Regions from separate parts of the Sus scrofa genome. Here region 2 is linked to region 1. Evidence: chromatin contacts called from public HiChIP or PLAC-seq data. All regions are on one chromosome and are shown on one strand. Each heading gives the region's core, a stretch centred on a gene start, on an enhancer-like site or on the middle of the called end of the contact. The rest is flanking DNA. Distances are from core to core; before and after follow the strand shown.

Evidence for each region. HiChIP or PLAC-seq counts read pairs in DNA pulled down with a chosen protein or histone mark.
Region 2: an H3K27ac HiChIP or PLAC-seq map of alveolar macrophages shows a contact between it and region 1. The contact joins two enhancer-like sites. A contact is called at or near these places in 1 of 47 Hi-C or Micro-C datasets (embryonic fibroblasts) and 1 of 2 datasets of contacts at active chromatin or transcription factors (alveolar macrophages).

The regions. Positions count from the first base shown.
Region 1 is chr17:50,361,078-50,368,531 of Sscrofa11.1, forward strand. PREX1 (phosphatidylinositol 3,4,5-trisphosphate-dependent Rac exchanger 1 protein) reads right to left here. Exons shown (of 40, transcript XM_021078040.1): 30 at 6,288-6,416; 31 at 4,655-4,696; 32 at 3,436-3,653; 33 at 955-1,054. Among named protein-coding and RNA genes, the nearest start is that of PREX1, 190 kb to the right of the region's middle. Within about 2 kb of position 4,039, at least 2 of the 83 cell types and tissues checked have an H3K27ac peak or open chromatin away from gene starts, as enhancers often do. A contact at or near this core is called in alveolar macrophages, where this site is marked.
Region 2 is chr17:50,598,794-50,606,247 of Sscrofa11.1, forward strand. It overlaps the pseudogene LOC110257393. Among named protein-coding and RNA genes, the nearest start is that of ARFGEF2, 29 kb to the right of the region's middle. Within about 2 kb of position 2,853, at least 10 of the 83 cell types and tissues checked have an H3K27ac peak or open chromatin away from gene starts, as enhancers often do. A contact at or near this core is called in alveolar macrophages, where this site is marked.

The DNA of each region.
Region 1 (7,454 bases), core at 2,789-5,288:
CAGCAGGTGTGGGATGGGCCCGAGAACCAGGTTTTCTAACAAGCTCCCAGGTGCTGCCAGTCTGGGGATCACACTCGGAACCACAGCTCTGGAACCAAGCCCAGTGGTTCTCAGTCCTGGGTTTTCCAGAATCCCAGAGCCCAGGATCCACCCCACAAACGGAATCCGAATCGCCAGGGCTGGGACTGGGATCGGGGCATATCTGAAAAGCTCCCCACTTAATTCTAGTGCAGCCAAGCTGAGACCCACTGGGCTGGACTGTGAACTCCAGGAGGGCAGAAACCACGGTCATATTTCTCTCACCTCCGAACCTAAAACTGAGCCTGACACATCTTATGTGCTCATAATTATGGGTATGTGGATAGATGGATGGGTGTGTGGGTGGATGGATGGGGGGTTGGATGGATGGGTTGGTGGAAGGATGGATGGGTGGGTGGATGGATGGAGTGAATGAGTAGCTGGATAAGTGGGTGGATGGATGATGGATGAGTAGATGGATTAGTGAGTGGGTGGGCAGATGGGGTGAATGGCTAGATGGATGGGTGAGCAGATGGGGTGAATGGCTAGATGGATGGGTGGGTGGGTGGATGAGTAGATGAATGGGTGGGTGAGTGAAAAGATGGGTGGAAGGGAAAGAGAAAGGAAAGAAGAAACTTAATTACGGTGTAAATTCTTAGCAAATCTTAGCACATCTTCATCCAAAGGCTGTCTCAGGAGTGTTCATGAGAACTGGGTCCTGGCTGTTACTCCCTTTTAAGTGCTACTGCTGATGGCTGAGTATATATAAAAAGAGCCTCTTTCTCCATGTAAGGTGGGAGCATGAGGTTTGAATGCACTGGGTCCCCGGTCAACCCTGGGCAGCTGGCCTGGCAGCAGGGGGAAGGGCAGGTGACCCCAGAGCAGGCCCTTCTACCCCAGAACGCTGACTCTCAGGGGGCCGGAGGAATCACTCACTGGCCACATAGTTCTCATCCAGCTGCTTAAAGGAGAAGGCGACATTGTCCAGCTCCGACAGGGTCACCCAGAGGTCCTCCAGCATGGTCCGCTCCTCCTTCTGCAGGAGGAAGACAGGGCGTGTCGGGCGCCAGCCCTGCCCGGGGCCCGCTCCAGGATGCTGGGACTCAGCTCTAGTCCGCGCATCCGCTGTGGCCCTACCTGGCATGAGGTCCTGTGCGGGGCTCTCCAGGGCTGGACGGGAGGTCGTGTTCACCACAGGCATGTCCCCCACCTCCCAGGTCAGGGCCCATCTCTGCTCTCCTGTGCGGGGAGCCCTCTTCCCTGGGCCATCCTGCCAACCCTGCTGAACCATTCAAACCTACCGGGCCCAGATAAATGCCCCCGTCTTTGTCCTCTACCTACCCCGGCAGCCCCGTCTCAGCTGCCCAGGCCCCCACCCTGCAAGGGCTTCTCGACTTCTCCCTCCCCGACCCTATTCACAGTGCATCGCCACCCTCCACCCCACTCACCAAGGGTGGCAGGGACAAAACCAGAGATGCAGAGGGAGCGGGGCAGCCCGGGACAGACTGCCAGGGGTCCTCTGGGACTAACAAGTTATCTTTTAAAAACTTACCTCAAATGCTATTACTCACCTGCCTCAAAGCCTCTGAACCACTACCCGCCTCTGCGCCCAGAATCAAGTCCCAGGCCCTGCAGATGTAGCCCTGACCCCCGGGCCTGCTCCCCTCCAGCCATGCTGGCCTCTGCTCAGGACCTCTGCACGCGCTGTTCCCTCTGCCTGGCACACTCTTCCTCAGACCATTTACCAAGCTAATGGTCTTTGTACTCAGGTCTCAGCTTCGAAGCTGCCTCTCTGTCACCCCCTCAGAGAAGCCATCTCTGACCATTTAAATCCAAAGACACCCCATCAGCCTCTAAATCTTCTGCACAACCTCCCTTCTTTCCAGCTTTCCTCCCTCTTCCCCCAACAAGGAAGTCAGCTTCAGCCCCCGCACCCAGCTCAGGGCCCGCACATCCTGGAGTCGGTGAATTAACACACTGGGCCCAGTATCCTCATCTGAGAAGGGGGAAGTGAGGGCTGGGGCTTCCACGAACCAAGTGACGGGGGGGGGGGGGTCTCCACCAGGCAGGTGCCCATCTGCAACATCAGCCAGCAGAGGCTGCACCAAGGGCACACTGTCCCCACCTGCCCGCAGCTATGGCTTCCAGCCCGGCCCAGCCTGTTCCAAGAGGCTCAGGGCTGCAGAGGTGCGGGAAGCTCAGGCCTGGGCACACGGTGGCAAGGCAAAAAGCACAGAGCAAACACTGCTGCTGGCTGTATTTGTGGGGGGCACTGGCTCTGGGTAGCAGTGCCTAGAAAGCGCAGGGCCCAAAGGGACCCATCCTGATTCTGAGCCCTGAACAGGTAGGGCACTCGGAGCAAAAGAGGAGATGCAGAGAAAGCAGGGCAGCCTAGGGGCACTGGGCCTAGGGGCACACCTGGCTCCCTGGGCCTCAGTGTTCTCATCCTTAAAAACTGCGCAGGTGGTAAGCACCTGCCTTGGGGCCACTTCGAGGACTCCACGAGATGCTATAGGCACCGAGGAAGTACACCTGGATGATCACAGAAGCCTGCTCACTGGCCTCCCAGCTTCCCCACGTCACAGCCTGCAGGATCCTTTAAGTGTCAAAGTCAGATCCTGGACCTCCTCTGCTCAAAACCTGCCCCGGCTCCCACCCACTCAGAGTAACGGCCAAACTCCAACCACAGCCGGTGAGACCCGCACAGTCAGACCCCAGTGAGGACTCCCCTCCCTCCTCCCCTCCCCTGGCTCTGTTGCAGCCACAATGGGCACCTCACTGTGTCCCAAACACTGTGTGCAAGTTCCTGCCTCAGGGCCTTTGCAGCTGCTGCTCTGCCTGGAAGGCTCCTCCCCTGTGTCCTCCTGGCTCAGCCCTCCCCTCCTGCACTTAGGTCAGATGTCACCTTCTCAGGGAGGCCCTCACTGGCTGCCTTATGGAAACTTTCAACTGCCACCACCCCAGACCTTCTCATTCTCTTCCCAGCTTAATTTTTCCCCTTATCACTAAGTATGAGGGTTTCTCAACTGCAGCACTCTTGACACCTGGGGCAGGTAACTGTGCTGGGGGGCGGGCTGAGCATCCTGTGTGCTGCAGGGGGTTTAGCAGCATTCTTGGCTCTACACACCAGACACCAGTAGCCCCCGACCCCTTCCCGTAGTTGTGACAACCCAAAATGCCCCCAGACACTGCTGAGTGTCCCCAGGGGTAAAACTGTCCTGGTAACAACCACTGGTCTATACCATTCCTCTTCCTCACTTGCTTATGTCTGCCTCCCAAAACTAGGATATAAGACCACCTACAAAACCTCTCTGTTTTGTCCCTTGTTGGGTCCCCAGGGCCTGTAACAGTGGCGCTGGATAAATAACTGCTGAATGAATGAACTGGGTGAGCAAGCCCGCCCCCTCCCCTACTCACCACGGCTGGCGAGAGCAGGGACTGGCAGTGCAGGAGGACACCGGTGGCCGCCACCTGCTCCAGCCACTTGCGGCTGGCGTCCCGGCCGCTCTCCTCGTACTCGCCGTTGTTGTTGTAGCGGTAGCTCAGGGCTGCCAGCAGCTGCTCAGAGAAGGTACACACGGCGGCCACCAGGGCCTGGCAGAAGATGCTGTCCCTTCGCAGCTGCAGCTCTGTGTCTGTGGGCAGAGGGGGCAGGACCCCGCCGGGCAGGGCTCCTGTGACCTCAGGGCCCAGAAACGCCCCCTTTCCCAGACCCAACCACCTCTCTGGGGCCAACCTGCCAAAATTAATTCATCCCAGGCCCCAAGGCCAATTCCATAAACATCAACTCTCCAAAATCAAGCCAATTTGCTAAGAAACTCAACTCTGAATGACCCGTCTGCCTATTTAAAAAAAAAAAAAAAAACTTGTAATTTTCCAAAGGCTCTCCCCAAACCCTGACCCTCAGCTGTTTCTCCATTTGTTAGGAAATTTCTCGGCCTTGCCTGAGAATGACAGTGATGCCAAGCTCCATGTTTTAGGAAATGCAGTTTACCGCTTCCTCTATTTTGACAACTACGTCTTCTTCCCGTCATGCCCTCCACCCCCACTTCCCTGCCGCCTGCTCGTGACATGATTTCCAGGACTGGCCAACTGGGGGCAGTCATTCAGGGTCCCAACCTCCTGGAAGGGATTATTTTCAATGACTGAATCTGGCCATGGGTTTTCAGACGATTCTGACCTCAATCCTATTCTAGCTGCTGCTTGTCTGAGAACTTCTGGAAGGAAAGGAGGGTCTGAAAACACCTCCAATGTTCCAAGACTGTCCTCGCCCACCATGAACCCCCCTGCTCCCCTCTGTCTGCTGGGGAGGAAGCCCCCAGCTGAGGGAAGAGCCTCCCTAATCAAGGGTGCACTATCCCGTGTCCCCGTCCCGATCGCCAAGGCCTGGGAGGCGGCAAGAGACATTGCTGCTGGCTCCGGGACCCTGAGACTGGTCCCCTGGACACAAGGGGAAGAAGTGAGGTCTAAGGAGTTCTTGGAGGAGCAAGAGGCCACCGTGTTGCCTCCCCCGTGCAGGCCCCAATGACCTCAGGAAGGTCAACCTTGGCCAGCAGAGGCCTCCCTGGGCTGCAGTCATGAGAGCCAGCAGCCGTGAGTGGGTGCACACCACAGGTGCCCTTCCAAAAGCCCTCACCTGTGCATTTCAGCAAGGCCAGGAGCAGCTGGTTCTTTCCATCTGGAAGGAGAAGGACCGAGAAGGGAGATGGGATGAGAGCAGTGAGCGGTGAGCAGGAGGGAACAGAGCTGGGCCCTCCCCACAGCCCTCGGGCTCTGACTCCTCAGTGGTGACAGTGGGTACACACAGTCATGCTCAAGAAGCTTTGATTGACGTTGGGCGGATTCCAGAAACCCCCAGACCTCGGGGGATGGAAGCTCAACTGTGAGCTGCACCCCACCTGTTTACATACACCCGCCAAACGGGGACTGAAACCCACCCCTCCAACTCCTGGGCCAGAGCCCCCCAGCTGCACCTTGTACCTGTGCATGGGCACACACTGACACACCTATGTACATTCACGTGGGCGCCCACTCAGGTCACATACGTTCACACGCATGCTCAGTAGTCACATCCTACACGGCCAAGCCCTACCCGCGTGGAGACAAAGCTCACACCTGCCAGATGCAGGTCTCACATCCTGGTCTCCTTCCTTCAAATAAAGGCCCTTGGGCCCAGAAGGGGCTTAAAAGAAAAATCTGAAAGGCTTCTGGATTTGGCCTCTGGAAATACATTCTGTCCTGGGGAGGCGCCAAGACGCAGGGCTGGGTGTGGTGACAACAGCCACGTGCACTCACTGAGATTTACCAGCGCCAGGCAGGGCGCTAAGCATCTTCTTTGCATTGGCTCATTTAATTCTCACGAGAACCCTGAGGGGGGTAGCCTTGTGAACCCATGAAGAGACTGAGGCACAGAGAAGTCAAGGAACTTGCCAAGGTCACACAGCCAATAAGTGGGAGAGCTGGGGTTCCAGCACTGGCCATCTGGCTCCAGAGCCTATGCTCTTAACCAATGGCAGTTTGGAAAATAGGACAGCTCAGGGCCAGCAAAGATGTCCCCTCCTACTCAGAGGGTGCTGTTCCTGGGGTCATGGCCTAGCTGACCTGGTTAAATGTCTCCCTGGCCTGGGTCCTTCTAACTCAGGAGTTCCAGGTTCAAATGCTGCCAAGGGCCAGGCAGGTAATGCAGAGCCCAGGCCGCAGGGCGTGGTGGGAACCACGCGGATTGGAAGGCACCCCTCCTCCACCTCAAGCTGGAGCCACCACTCAGCTCCAGCCAAGTGTGAATGTGGGATTGCGAGCCGGTTATCACCAGATCTTCTGATTGTTCGAGAATAGCCAGAAAGACAGCTTTTATGTGGGATCTTGGATTATAAACGCTGGCAGCAGATTCTCATTTTTCAACACCGCAGCATCAAAAACCTAACTATGGGCCTGAGTCAGGACCTGTACCTCCACCCCCGGCCCCAACTTGTAACCTTGATAATGAACAAAAGAAATGAATGAAATCCACAATTTTTGGAAGGCCTCCCAGCCTCCTGACTCTGCAAGGAAGTCCCCAGCACCCCACATCCGTGGTTCCCGAACTGTCCCAGGCCCCGCCCAGGGCAGGACACGTCTGGGAGAGGGGCACTGGCTCGCGTCCTCTCACTGCACCTGGAGCGCCAGGGCCACAGGGGGCGGGGGGGGGGCATTCCTGACTCTTCCATGTTCCTCTTTAGGAACCGAACACCACAAAACCTCCACGTCGCATCCTTCTCTGCCCGACTGACCTTCCACATATTTCTGGATGTTGTCCACCAGGGTCTTGATGGAATTGGGGAGGTTCCAGGGGTCCTCCTGGATGCTGATCTGGATCAAGCTCCGGCCACGGATTGTACACTCCTCCTTCTGTTTGAACTCTGGGGCAGGAAAGGGACACGAGAGCAGGAAAGGGACAGTTAGGTAGCTTTGGGAAATGGTGGCACAAAGGCCTCTGTCCCACCACTAGATTCCAAAGCTCAGAATCCTAGATCAAGGATGCTGCAGGACTCTTGGGTATTAACTGGTCCACAGACGGCAAATACATGATAAGCCTGCCACTAATTCATGGAAGCACACCTGTGGCAGACATCGCTAGTCAATCTTAGCACTGCTTCCTGCTAGGCTGAGGCAGTGACCCCTAAGAGGTACAACCAACCAGACCTCACAAATCAATCACAGCATTCTTTTGCCTGAAGGTAGTGACAGAAGGATTCTCAGGAACCACCTCTGCATAGCCACAACCAGTCAAGCTGGTACATGAGCTGTAACCTAGTGTAACCTTTTCCCGGCACAGAGGAGGGTGTCCAGGCACAGAGTGGGAAAGTGACTTGCCTGAAGTCACACAGCAGGGTAGTGACAGAGCTGGGACTTGAACCTAGCCCCAGACAGGCAGACGCAGGCCCCTGCTCCTTTGGCCTCTTCCATTACAAAGTCCCAGGTTTTTGAGATATTTGCGGTTTGGTTGCCTCTGGGTTTGATGTTTCCACTTTCTACGGTCCATCCCAGGACCTCCTGAGACAGCAGGAGGGCAGCCCAACTCTGTACCACTCCCTGCCTTATTAGGAGACTACCTGTTTCTTTCCTATCTCCTGCACCCAAGTGGAAGCTCCCTGGGGTCAGGGGCAGTGTCATGGTCCCCAGTGCCAGCACAAGGCCTGGCACAAGCTGGTTCTTGGGCATTATTTACTGGATGTATGAACACATGGATGCACGGGTGGGTGAGCAGATGGGGACGGCGGGTAAGTGGGTGGGGGTAAGTGGGTGGTGGGAGGCTGCAGAGATAAGGGCACGGTAGTGGGTGGGTAGGTGAATGAGTGGAAGGATGGATGGAAGGATGAACTGATGGAAGGACAGACGGGTGGATGGATGGAGAGTCGGATGGATGGGAAAATGTGCGGAAAAGTAGGTAGAATGAC
Region 2 (7,454 bases), core at 1,603-4,102, 240 kb after region 1:
TTCCCCCACCCCCCGCCCCTCCAGAAGTGCAGGAAGAAAGGATACTGCTTTGCTCAGCAATAACCTGGTCTACCACAACCAGTGATACGCGGGTGCAGTTGCATTAAAAATTCAAACAAGAAAGTATAAAAGCCTAACAAGGAAGGAAACTCCTTCAACATCTGCTCCATCCCCGCCCCCATCACTTTGAGTTGAGTCCCGTCCGACTTTTTCCCACACTTTCACATACACACACAAAAGGTTTTTATTTTGCACAATGAGCTCATACTATATGTATTTTCACATGACAATTACAAGTATCTAGCCATTTAACAATTTCATTGACCCCATAATTAGGCTTTTTGCCTTGCTGTTTTGTAAGTGAGGAATCTAGGGTTAGGATGCTCACCCAAGATCTTGCGGGCTTACCCACCTCATCAATACTGAGCCAGGATTCAAACCCAGGACTTTCCAAAAATGATTTTCATTACAAGGAGGCTGCCTCTATAAAGGAGGGATCCAGGAGTTCCCCTGGTGGGTTAAGGATCCAACATTGTCACTGCAGCAGCTTGCATTGCTGCTTTGGCGCAGGTTTGATTCCTGGCCTGGGAAATTCCACATGGCCAAAGAAAGGGGGCATCCAGGTGTACCCCCAGACTTATTACCAGCCCATTATACCTATTCTCTGGGACCACAGAGAAGGAGATGGGTGGTCCGTGTGTGTGTGTTGAGAGTGAGTGCGTTTTAGGAAAAGGAAAGGGAGTATTCACTATGACCAGGCTTGTGTTGGGAGCTTTGGGAGACACGATTTAGAGGGAAAACCTTCACCCTCCATTCACTTACAATTAAGCCAAAATAACAAGGAGTCTCTCTTGAGGCAGTTAAGAAACACGGCAGGACATGCTCGTTGGAGGGTTGGTACCTACGGGATATCTTCTCCATCAATCTATGAGTTGGATGCTGGAGGGGGACGTGAGCCTCAATCACAAGGATTTCGAGAAAGGAAAGAAGAATCCTGGCATACACTGAGGACAACGGTGATTGCTACGCTCAACTGACGTAGTGACAGGTGAGCCGTGAGTGTGTCACCAGGGAGTTTCCCGTAGACGGGGCTCAGAGAAGGCTTCTTGAGGAACTGCCCTTCCAGGAGAAACCTGAAGGCAGAGTGGGAATTAGGCAAAGAACAAGGGAAGAGAGGGAAGGGCGCATGGGAAAGCCTCGCCTGAAGCTGGAGAGGGCTTGGGCATCAGAGGTGGAGAAAGTATTCCTGGGTGGTGAGGCAGAGCAGGGGATGGAGGTCGGGAAACTGTGTGAGATGAGCCTGGGCGGTTGGCAGGGGCTGGGTTTGCAGGGACTGAAGCTGATCTGTGTTGGGAAGGTGGATAAAAGGGGAGGGTGGTGTGACCACGAGCTGGTGCTAGAGGAGGATCGCACATGGATGTGACTGGGCAGAAATGGCTTCGTGAGCACGTAAGAGAACAAGGTCAGGGCGGCACGTGGCTCCGAATCAGGGCCAGGGTAGATGCTGTGTAAATCGGGTGATGATTCCAGATATGATTTTCTCCATTCAGGTGTGCGGCTGAAAACTCAGAGCTTCAAAAGCGTGCCTCGAATAGCAAATCTTGAGAATCCGTTGACATGGAGTTTGAACAAAGCACAGAAGAGACAAATCCTGATGTGTTTGCCAATTGGCATAGAGGAACAGGCAGGGGAGGGATTGGCATTGTCACCTTGTGACACCTGAGCTAGATCTTGAGGAATGAATGGGAGCTCACCAAGCAAGGATGGGGGAAGGGACACGCAGGCAGAAGGCACAGCAGAGGCAAAAAGCCAGGGGGTTCTCAAAGCGCCTGGCGGGTGAAGGGAACAGGTTGGAGGTATGAGCTTAGATTCCTGGAGGAGAGGGGGAGAGGGGATGCGGGGGGTGCAGGTGGTCGGTGGGTAGGCTGTGCGGAGCCTCCTGCACCAGACATGGGAACTGGGGCACAGCAGGATCAGATGGTTCATAATAATATATCCAGCTCCCCTCTGTGCTCGATCACCCCTGGGGACTAGAGAGGCATGTGGGGCCCTTCCCCCTCTTCGTCTGCACAAAGACACACCTTTTAGGGAGGCCAAGGTGGCAGATGAGGGTGACAGATCCTGTAATCCTATCCCCAGTCCCTGGGTCAGCGGGCTCCCGCCCAAGTCTGCTGTTAAGACAGAGGTTGGAAAACTGCTTTTCTCATCCCCCTGGCCCCAGGTGGCTGGGATGGAAGCCACCGGGGTGCTCTGGAGACAGCATTGGCTGCGGGATGGGCCCCTGAGAGAACACAAATGAAACCCAAGGCAACATGAAAGATGGCGGAGGTGGCCAAGGGCTGAGCTTATCAAGTGAGCTCCTCCTTGGAATCAGAGAAAGGGACAGAGCTTCCCTTGTTTGCTCTCCTTTTACCTCCTGGTAAATTGCCGGCCGGGGGTCTGTGGGACGGAGGCGTGGGTGAGGCTCAGCTATAATCCGGCCTGGGAGGCCGGCAGGTTTCCCGGCCCCCCTGGATTTTTAACATTTTCTTGTTGGAAGTCACAGCCTCAAGCAAACAGTTGAACACCATTTACGGGGAGGGACGGAAAGGTAAAAGACTGTCTCTGCGTCAAAGGAGGTTGTAATCTAGATAATGACAGGGAAAGAGGCCCAGGGCCTTCATCTCTCTCACTCAGCTGGGAGCTCGTCAGGAGCAAGGGCCTCTCAAAACCACACTGACATCTGTCTCTGGGGTCAATATACACGTCCTCTCATTCAGAATTCTTTCAGCTGTGAGTATTAGAAACCCAGCTCAAAACGGCTTAAATGAAAAGTGAAGTATATTGACTTACAGAATTGAGAAATCCAGGGCAAGAATGACTCAGGCGTGACTGGACCGAGGGGTCAACGGAAGTCATAAGGTCAGACTTTCTTCCTTGTGTTGGCCTTGTTCTTTTTTTTTTTTTTTTTTTTTTCCTGTTATAGTTGATTTGCAGTGGTGCGTCAGTTTCTCCTGTACAGCATAGTGATCCAGCCATACATATACATACATACATTCTTTTTCTCATGCTATATTCCATCACGCTCTATCTCAAGAGACTGGCTATGGTTGCCTGTGCTGTACAGCAGGACCTCATTGCTTTATGCATTCTAAATGTAACAGTTTGCATCTACCAACCCAAACTCCCTGTCCATCCCACCCCCTCCCCCTTGGCAACCACAGATCTGTCCTCTATGTCTGTGAGTGTGTTTCTGCTCTGTAGTTGGGTTCACTTGTGCCATAATTGTGTGTGTGTGTGTGTGTGTGTGTGGTGGTTGTTTTTTTTTTTTTTCATTATAGCTAGTTTACAGTGTTCTGTCAATTTTCTACTGTGCGGCATGGTGACCCAGTTACACGTCTATGTATACATTCTTTCTTCTCACATTATCATGTTCCATCATAAGTGACTAGACATAGTTCCCAGTGCTACACAGCAGGATCTCATTGCTTATCCATTCCAAAGCATTCGTGCCATATTTTAAATTCCACATATAAGTGATATCATGCGGTGTTTGTCTTTCTCTTTCTGACTTACTGCATTTAGCATGAGAATCTCTACTTGCATCCATGTTGCTGTATATGCCACTATTTCATTCTTTTTGTGGCTGAGTAGTATTCCATTGTAGATATGTACCACATCTTCTTAAGCCATTCATCTATCAATGGACATTTGTTTCCATGTCCTGGCTGTTGTGAATAGTGCTGCCGTGAACACAGGGGTGCGTGTATCTTTTTGAATTATAGTTTTGTCCGGATATACGCCAGGCACTTCTGCTGGAATACTTCCCTCACAGGCCTCATTCTTAAGTAGATTCTTACTAAGTGGTGGCTCTTGGTGGCAAGAAGTAGATCTTTAGCAACCCTAGTGGAAAGAGTTTCTTTCTCCCAGGAGTTACAGCAGAAGCACTTGGACTGGATCTTGCTGAACTGATATGGGTCACAAGTTAATTCCTGATACAATCACTGGCCAGAGGTATGGAATATGCTGGTTGGCCAAGCCTGGGCCCCATGTCCATATTATAGCAATATAATATTTTGCATTTGAATAACAGAGCAGCTGGAGTGATTCTTTTTAAAACCTACATCAGAAGAGTTCCCTGGTGGCTCAGTGGGTTAAGGACCTGGCATAGTCACTGATGTGGCTTGGGTCTCTGCTGTGGTGTGGGTCACTCCCTGGCCGGGGAACTTCCTATAAATAAATAAATAAATAAATACATACATAAATACATAAATCCTGCATCAGATCACTTTACTCCCCTGCTCTGAACCTTCCATCACACTCAGAACAAAAGCCCAAATTCTTATAATAGTCCACAAGAAGTGCAGATGCTACACAATCCACATCCCTGCCCAGCTCCGATTCCTCACTGACTTCCTCTCCCATAATCTCCCCTTGCTCACTATGTTCCATCCAGGCTGGCATCCTTGCTGATCCACAAGCCATGAGGCATAAGTAGCATCGCTTTCTTTATTAATACAACGAGGATGCTGGTAGGAGACTTCTGACATTGTGTCTGCCCAGCATTCCTCTTTTTCTGGCATCTCAGTGACATCCCCTCACCCTCTGTCTTTCAGGAAGTGTTGGCCCCATCCCAGAGCTAAAGATGGACTTGGGACGGACCCCTCAGAACATTCCAGCAGCATTCCAAAACCATTCACAGAGCTTGGTTCAAGGATGGGCTCGTGACCCAAGTGGACCTAATGAAATTCAGTCCTGATACTTACATTGGAATTATTAGAAATGAAAACCTCTCTTTATGCTAAGGCTGTTAGAGGGATAACACAAGTATTGTCACCAGAGCTACCACGTGGAAAGAGGGTCTAGTTGACAAGCGCCAGGGAAAGCAGTGCAGCAAGACAGGGAGAGGGAAACCAAGTTCTGGTGATATCTTTGAGCCCCTGGATTCAGCCTTTCCTGAACCCACTAGACTTAAAAGTACATGTCTTAGAAGATTCCCTTGTTTGCTCAAATCAAGCTGAGTTCAGTTTCAGTTAATTGTAATTGAAAGACCACATCCAAGGGCTGCCTTGTAAGGGTTAAATGAGATTGTGAATTATAATGGGCTTAGTAAGTGCTTTAAAAAAAAAAAATGAAGCAAGAGTCATTATTATCAGCATTTTATTCTTCTGCATTCATATTGAAATATGTTTTCACTTTTAAAACTTTTACTTATGAGGCGTTTCCATCGTGGCGCAGTGGTTAACGAATCCGACTAGGAACCATGAGGTTGCGGGTTCCATCCCTGGCCTTGCTCAGTGGGCTAAGGATTCAGCGTTGCCGTGAGCTGTGGTGTAGGTCTCAGACATGGCTCTGGCATAGGCTGGGCAGCTACAACTCAGATTGGACCCCTAGCCTGGGAACCTCCATATGCCATGGGTGCGGCCCTAAAACAGCACACATACACAAAGACCTTTTACTTACGAAAAAAGCATTTAAAATTCTGTGTTATTAGGGCTGATGTTCATTTGGTACCAGGTGGTCACATGGGTTATTAGGAATATAGCCTTTTTTTTTTTTTTTTTTTTTTTTTGCTTTGCTTTTTGGGGCCGCACCCACAGCGTATGGAAATTCCCAGGCTAGGAATTTGAAGCAGAACTACAGCTGCTGGCCTACACCACAGCTCACAGCCATGCCAGATCCTTAACCCACTGAGTGGGGCCCAGAATTGAACCTGCATCCTCATGGGTCCTAGTCGGGTTTGTAACCTGCTGAGCCATAACAGCAACTCCTCGTGCTACATATTTTTGATATCACCTCTGGGAACATCTATTAACTTTTTGATATGCATGCATTAGATGGCATCACTGGACGATCAACAGTTCCTCGAAATAAGAGCACCACCCTCCATCCCTCAACTCACCAATTATTGTTAACGGTATAACCTCTTCTGATCCTAAAGATACCAGAGGCATAGTTTTGCATGGTGGTGACTCAGTAGGCAAGGGCACCAGGCCAAGTCCTTTTTGTCGCTCTGCCTGTTACCTTGTAGAGCTCCTTCCTTTATTTCTATATCATGGTCATATTCGTGATTCCTAGTGGCAATCTGATATTCCTTTGTTTTAACACATGAGAGCCGGCCTAACCCTCCCTCCACAGTGGAACATATGGTCCGTTTTTGTTCAGCTTTTCAAATTTTAAAAACTAGCTCTGTTGGAAATTGAATTTCCATGTGGTGCCCATCTTGCTGGTAATAAGCGACGGATTTCCTTCCTGACTCAAACTTCAGTTTTGCGGCATCACAAGACACAGTCTAACTTTTTGTCTGCAAATGATTTTTGTTGGTGCTCTTTGAAATAAGAATCCATGTGTTCGGTTGTGTAATGCTGCCGTTTAATAAATTATTTATTTTGACTCTAAGTCCATAAAGGATTTAAAGTGGTTTATAAAAATATGTACAAGATGGAATCAATACAGGAGGGAGTCAGGGAGAAGGAAAAAATGAGGAGCAGCATATCTGATAGGTATTGTGCTCAGCTGCTGCTAAGAGAGACCAGAAATAACAGTGGCTCAGGAGTTCCCTGGTGGGTCCATGGGTTAAGGATCTGCCATTGCCACAGCTATGGCTTGGATCCCTGCTACGGCACAAGTTCAATCCCGGCCTGGGAATTTCCACTTGCCAAAGGAAGAGGCCAAAAAAACAAAAACAAAAACACAGTGGCCTAAACATCGTAGACATTTATTTTTCTTTTGCATAACTGAAATCTGGAGGGAAGAAGTCTTGAAATGGTATGGTTCACAGCTCCACAATAATTGAGGATATAGGTTCCTTCTTGTGTCTTGCTTCTTTATCCTTGGAATGTGGCTTTATCCTCAAGGCCACCTTGTGGCTCAAGATGGCTATAGGAACTCCAGCCACTGCAGCCACATTTAGACAGCAGGAGGATGAGAGGGAGAAAAACCTTCAATCCAGGTTTCTTTCTTTCTTTTCGTTTTTGTCTTTTTAGGCCTGCACCCGCAGCATATGGATGTTCCCAGGCTAGGGGTCAAATCCGAGCTGTAGCTGCCAGCCTATGCCACAGCCACAGCAACGCCAGATCCTTAACCCACTGAGCAAGGCCAGGGGTCAAACCCACATCCTCATGGCTATTAGTCGGGTTGTTACCACTGAGCCACGATGGGAACACCCCCAGGTTTCTTTAAGGAACTTCTTGGAAGTTCCAGCCCTAAACTTCTATTTATCTATCATTGGCCAGAATTGAACCCTACCTGCATAAGGAGCTAAGAAAGGCAGTCTCTTACCCGCACTAGAAGGAAAGACGGGAAAACGGATAATGGGTAAGCCACTGCAAATCTCTGCTTCAGGCAAGAAAATGGAAGAAAGCCAGGAGTTCCGCTGGTTCACAAAACTGCCTACTGTCAGGACATGTCAAGTGTCTGGCTGCCGGTGTGTCTCTGAGCATCCCAGTGACAATGGCAGACAGGAATCCACGGCC